Linked DNA regions of Mus musculus: region 2 is linked to region 1. Evidence: chromatin contacts called from public HiChIP or PLAC-seq data. All regions are on one chromosome and are shown on one strand. The core of a region is the stretch at or near the end of the contact, and the rest is flanking DNA. Distances in the headings are between cores, read along the strand shown.

What was found. HiChIP or PLAC-seq counts read pairs in DNA pulled down with a chosen protein or histone mark.
Region 2: a contact with region 1 is called in an H3K27ac HiChIP or PLAC-seq map of microglia, with 6 times the contacts expected there. The contact joins the enhancer-like site here to the promoter of Trmo in region 1. A contact is called at or near these places in 1 of 39 promoter capture datasets (pre-B cells), 1 of 484 Hi-C or Micro-C datasets (CD4 T cells), 3 of 115 datasets of contacts at active chromatin or transcription factors (memory CD8 T cells, microglia and pro-B cells) and 1 of 9 other capture datasets (liver).

Annotation. Positions count from the first base shown.
Region 1 is chr4:46,388,143-46,390,863 of GRCm38.p6, reverse strand. Trmo (tRNA methyltransferase O) reads left to right here and starts at 1,427. Exons shown (of 5, transcript NM_001347095.1): 1 at 1,427-1,546. The coding sequence starts at 1,471.
Region 2 is chr4:47,009,704-47,012,652 of GRCm38.p6, reverse strand. No RefSeq gene overlaps it. Among named protein-coding and RNA genes, the nearest start is that of Gabbr2, 19 kb to the right of the region's middle. Within about 2 kb of position 1,527, at least 147 of the 459 cell types and tissues checked have an H3K27ac peak or open chromatin away from gene starts, as enhancers often do. A contact at or near this core is called in memory CD8 T cells, microglia and pro-B cells, where this site is marked.

The DNA of each region.
Region 1 (2,721 bases), core at 178-2,677:
ATCCTCTGGAAACTTGGCTGGTGCTTTGAACTGCTGAGCCATCGCTCCAGCTCCTTTTGCTCCGCTATTTTTAATGACAGATTCCTAGGTCTAGTATCTCCAAGTCTACTTGGTTTTGAGTCTCAGTGGTTGGCAGAGTTGGGAATTAGACGCAGTGAGTGGCAGATCTTGATGGAGGGCAAGCCCCTTTCACTTTTGACTGTCTTATTAACAGCGCCGACTAGTGGCAACTGCAGCTTAGCCCATTTTTACAGCGTGTACGTGTTGCCCAAAGGCACACAAACTTGTTTCTCCAGCTAGACAACAACTCTATCTTCTACAAGAAAAAGGGGGGTAAAAAACTTTTGGAAATTTCATGGACAAAACTGACAGAGGGCACAGTATCAGTTTTAACTTAAGAATTCACAACTTTCTCTCAAAAACCTGTCTCCTAATACTGATTATTTCCTACTAGGGACTTGTTTAGTCAGTGACAACAAACACTTGGAAACAGCTTTTCACGGTTAAGCCTTTAATCCGTGGATTCGCATTTTTTAATATTTTATATTACAGGTAATGTCAGGTGGATTCCCCCCTCTCTTCGAAACCAACAAGATTTTGAAATCCCCAAACATAATCATGTATGCAAAGAGTTTGGGTTAAAGAATCTTTTTTTGGGGGGGAGGGGCGGTTAAAGAATCTTACAAGTGGCTAAAGAGCAGGCAATTGGAGCAGGGAGAGAAAATACGGTTTTTGCTGGCTCTTCATCCTTATTTCGGTTCCAGTGGTTTGGAGCACAAACGTTCTCACTTAATAACTTCTAGCCTAGCTTGCTTGTAACACCTACCATTCTTGATTTTCTTGCCCTTTTCCGACAAATAGTTATTACTTAAAAAGTGGAGGGGAGTGATAAATATAACACGTATGCCCACGTCCAAGGGAAATTTTAAACATTTAACGTCCAGCTCTTGGGCCGCTAGTTGGCTCAGCGAGTAAAGGAACCGGCTAACACGACCTGACTTTGATCCTGGGAGCTACGCGGCCATGAGGAGTATCGGCTCCGGCATTTTGTCATTTGACTTTGACATGCTCCCGCGCACACAATAAATGGAAAAAAAAAAGTCCCAAACTCCAGTTCTTTTGCTATGTGATCATAGATGGACATTCACATCCTTTCCCTTTAAACTCAAGGTTATTTTTGGTCACCGAGGCCGCTTATAATTCAAGGGTATCTTTGCGTGTACATCTTTATCCACATGTCCCACCTTCGGAGGGTATGGTGCAGGCTGTCGCGAGGCCGCCATCGCCGCGTGGTGGGTGAATGATGGGCCTCACGGCGTCCGGGAACCCACCCTCCACGCGGCAGCTCGGCCGCCATTGAGCGCGTTCTCCAAGACCCGGCACCTAGCGACAACTGCGCAGGCGCCAAAGCCTAACGCGCGGAAGCGGAAATCAGCGTTGGGCGCGCGGACGACTCAGCGGCCTGTAACCATGCGCGGCTTGGAGAAGCAGGGCTCGTGTGCTACGGCGGCCCCATGTGGGTGCGTTCAGCCGGCCCTGGAGGCAGGTAACGTTATGGAAAAAGGTGGCGCCGCACCCTAAGCTAGGCGGCCCGCTTCCCTGGCCAGAAGAACGCGAGCCACCTGACGTACATTCTTGTCCTTGCCGCCAAAGTAAGGGTCACGTGTCTCGACGACCACGTGACATGCTAAGGCTAACGGGAGTGACGTATTAGGATCTTGGTACACGGGGTGTGGTCTGGGCTTAGTTTCAGTACAGTAGCTGCGTCGGCCACGTGTGTAGTGTGGTCTTTTTCCGTAGGGGGTTACAGGAAGGTGGGATGTGTGTGACTGATGCCCTCATTTGGTCCAAGTTTCTTCGCCTTTAATCTTTTCCCACCAGTACATGGATGAGGATTTAAAAACAAAACCCCCAAACAAACAAAAACTATACAGTAGTAATTGTAAATATTCTTGGAGAAAACGTCAAAGTTGTCAGAAGCGCACACAATATAGATGGAGAGAGAAAGGCAGTTTATATAGATAATTTACAGGGTGGTGTCAGCTTTTATAGAATTCAAAATGTATTGTTTAGGCTCGAAAGTACATATGATAAGATCTCTTTCTGAAAGGAAGTAAACGATGATAAAGATCAGATTGCAGCTCCTGGAAGCAGTCGACAGAGATGCAAGAAGTGGCACTGAGGTCTTTGGAGTGGCTGGCAGGTGTATTATGCTTTAACTTACATACATACTATATGTGTATGTATGTATATATATATATATATATATATATATATATATATATATATATATATTCTTTTCCCCCCTCTGTATAAGAGTATTTTTGTCTCCACACTCCTACCCTGGAGACAGGATTTTTCTGTGAAGCCCCGGCTGGCCTGTGCTCACTCTGTAGACCAGGCTGTCCTCTTGTTGGTTTAGAGCTTTGAGGTAATGAATTAGAACCTCTAAGAATCTCCACTTTGTGCTGCCCTCTTCTTGTGGCAGGAAGGGTTCTGGGTATACCTGAGCTACACCTAAAGACTTTAAAAAAAAAAAAATTGTGTGTTCGTAGCTCTGGCTTACCTCCAACTCAGGGATCTGCCTGCCTCTGTCTCCCAAGGATTTAAAATAGGTCTAATACATCACAACAGTAAAAAGAGTTTGTATAAGCAAAAAGCAAGGAAACATATTGTGAGAGTTAGTGCTAGATCTTACTGGTTGTGCTAATAAGATATAAT
Region 2 (2,949 bases), core at 278-2,777, 620 kb before region 1:
GCTTAACTGGCAGTCTGTGGGCTCCTCACAAGGAAAGCACTCTGACACCCGAGCTCCTGGTCATTTTTTTCCTGTCTGTCAGGTGGGGGTCGGGCTGCAGGAACGATTCATCAGCCACTTGGCACTGCCACATTGACCAACACGGAGCCGAGGACAGGCAAAAGAGCTGGGTGATGGGATGTACCAGCCAGATTGATTGCAAGAATTAATGGAAAATATTTGTTAATTGGATAGCAATTAACTTAATGCACATAATTCGGTGTGCAAACCACAGTCATACAGAATACAGAGCAAAGAAAACTGCCAGGCAGAGCAATACCAGGTGCCTGCTGTCAGCTCCACTCCCCTTCTGCCAGGAGCTTAAATGTGTCCTTTGGCATTCCTGAGAAAAGATGACTTTTTTTGAAAGTAATTTTTGGCTGGGAAGATTTGGCCACATCATTACCAATGAGTCTATTTTGTCATGCAGGATATGGCCTGTTGACATCCTTCCATCCTCTACTGAATGTCCCAAGAATGGACGCAGTTGCTGCCACGGCCCCATGAGGTTTTAGTATGTGCAGAACCTGGGCAGCAGCCCTGGGAGCCCTTCTGGCAATCTTATACCTGGAGGAATACTCCATACTGGCTCCTGCCCACACTCCTAGACATCCCTGCAGCTTCCAGCATTTTCTACAGATTTGGCCTTGCCTCTCTGCACAATGAGCCATTCAGAACACTCGCACAGTGCTTCCTACGCGATGGTATTGCTGCATGAAGTGGGGTCTACTCCCCGGGACATCCATAAGAGGTGAAATCCCAATAAGGACCCCAGGGATGTGTGTGTCCATTGCATCATGAGAAATCATGTACTGCTCTTACCGCAGCAAATAAACATTACATGCTTGCTGTTACCTCCCAATCTGTGGCCTGCAGGTGCATAGAATGTGACCCAGAACATCTCTACATGACAACATCATGCTCAATGTCAAAAGGTAACTAGGGCGATGCTAGGTCTCCTTCAAATCCAAATAGGCACACACTGTGGCTATCTACATATCCATATGTAAGTCCCCTGCCCTTCCAGGGCCACCATTCTTGCCATTTACAGCAAAGGGATGCTCAGAGAAGTTAACTTGGTGGAGATTTGGACTCAACTTACATATGAAATTCGCCACTTAGGAATTGTAAGCACAGCAGAGGGAGTGCTAGGGTATGCTCATCCCACCCGAGGTCCAGAGACATGAGACCTGGTTGAAGTCCTGTTGACACCAATGAGGGCAAGCAAAACATATCACCTGTCTCTGGAGCCTGGGTTTCCCTGTGCAAGACAGAGACAGCAGATGCTCTGTGTCTAGGTTGCAGCGAGGACTGAGGTCATACACGCTGGAGCTGGAGCGCAGTGTCAGCTGAGAAGTGCAACACACAAACTAGTTAATGGCTTTATTCTCCTGCCCCCCCCACCCCCCCCCACTATGGTGGAAGAGGAAGAAGCTCAGAGAATGAGGAAGTTGCAGTAGGTGGAACTTCAGAGTTGCCATGGGAACCAAAGCTCCGAGGCTGATCAAGGCAGGAAATACCATCTGGCTTTAAAACACCAAAAAAGCCTCCACTCACCCCGGACTTCTTTCTGTAAACAGTGAAATTAACAGCATCCCCGGCTGCCATGTCAGCCCAGAGCGAGCATGGGATGGCTTGTCATTCTCTTGCTGTCCATGGTCAGATCTGATCTAGACAGAGCCCCTCAGGAGATTCGGATTCACTGGCTGTCATATGCAGAGACTTAAGTCACCCGGTAACCCTGAGCTGAAATGGGAGGAAACCCTCCCTCTCAACCTCAACCCTTCCGCAGCCTCTGCAAACCTGAGGGAAGGATATAAGTGGTACCCAGAGACTGCAGCAGGGAAACAAGGGTCGCAGCCAGTCCCAACTCTGGAACATCAGGTCAATGACAAAGCAAAGTCAGATTTTCAGTAAGTTCACTGTGACTTTCCCTCCTGCCTTTGCTATTGCCCTTGCTTCCTGGGAAACGCTAGGCTTGGGACTTCTCTGGCTCCCCATAGACTCCAAGCACAACGTTTCTTGAGTCTTGCATCTCCCAGGAATCTGGCAAGGGGAGAGCTAGCACATCTGTTGGTGTTTCTGTAAAGTGCACATATGAAAATGAACGGGGATGCGGTTTTCAAACAACAGGGCTGTGCCCTTAATGCTTTTCAGGATCCAGGGGGAACACCCTCTTTTTGACAGCCCCTCAGGGTGAGCACTCACAGGGATGGTGACTTTTACCACAGGGATTGCCAGGAACCACGTAGGCAGAGAGCACTACTGGGAGTCTGGACTCAGGGTGCTGTGCTGTGCAGCCTCACTTGCCCTCTCTGAGCCCACCTTCTACATCATAAGAGAGTTCTGTGGGAGTGTCTCAGGCACCTTCTCCAGTCTTGAGGTGCTGTGACCTGAGAACCTGTTGCTGCTGAAATCACCCGATGCTTTCTTCATCCAGTAACACCAACCAGAGTTTAAAGTCCTCTGTGACTGGGCTCTAGAAATTTCCTGGGAGTGAGACTTGGGGAGGAAAATGGTCTCCATGTCCTTCAAGCTAAGGGGCCACCTCAGACCATCATGTCCACACAACTCTAGAGCCTTTACCTGTCACAAGGAGTGTCGGTGGCCAAGCACTTGGCTATGTTTGCTCTAAGTCACCCTACTACATTCTCCGACACCCAGACTGTGCCTGACTGAGCACCTCATCCACGAGGCCATGGGCAGCTTCATTCCTGGGCTTACGAAGGCTCGTTCTGCAGTGACACCCTCCCTCACTTGACATGGAAAGTCTCCTGGGGCACTCACTTCCCAGGCTCTGGAAGGGCAGGCCTTTCCAGCTCCCTGCACCTGCTTGGCGCTGTTGGAACTACTTCCCAGTAGGCAGCAAGCTTCAGCAGCCAGATGTCGGATCTCTGGGGCTGCCAAGCG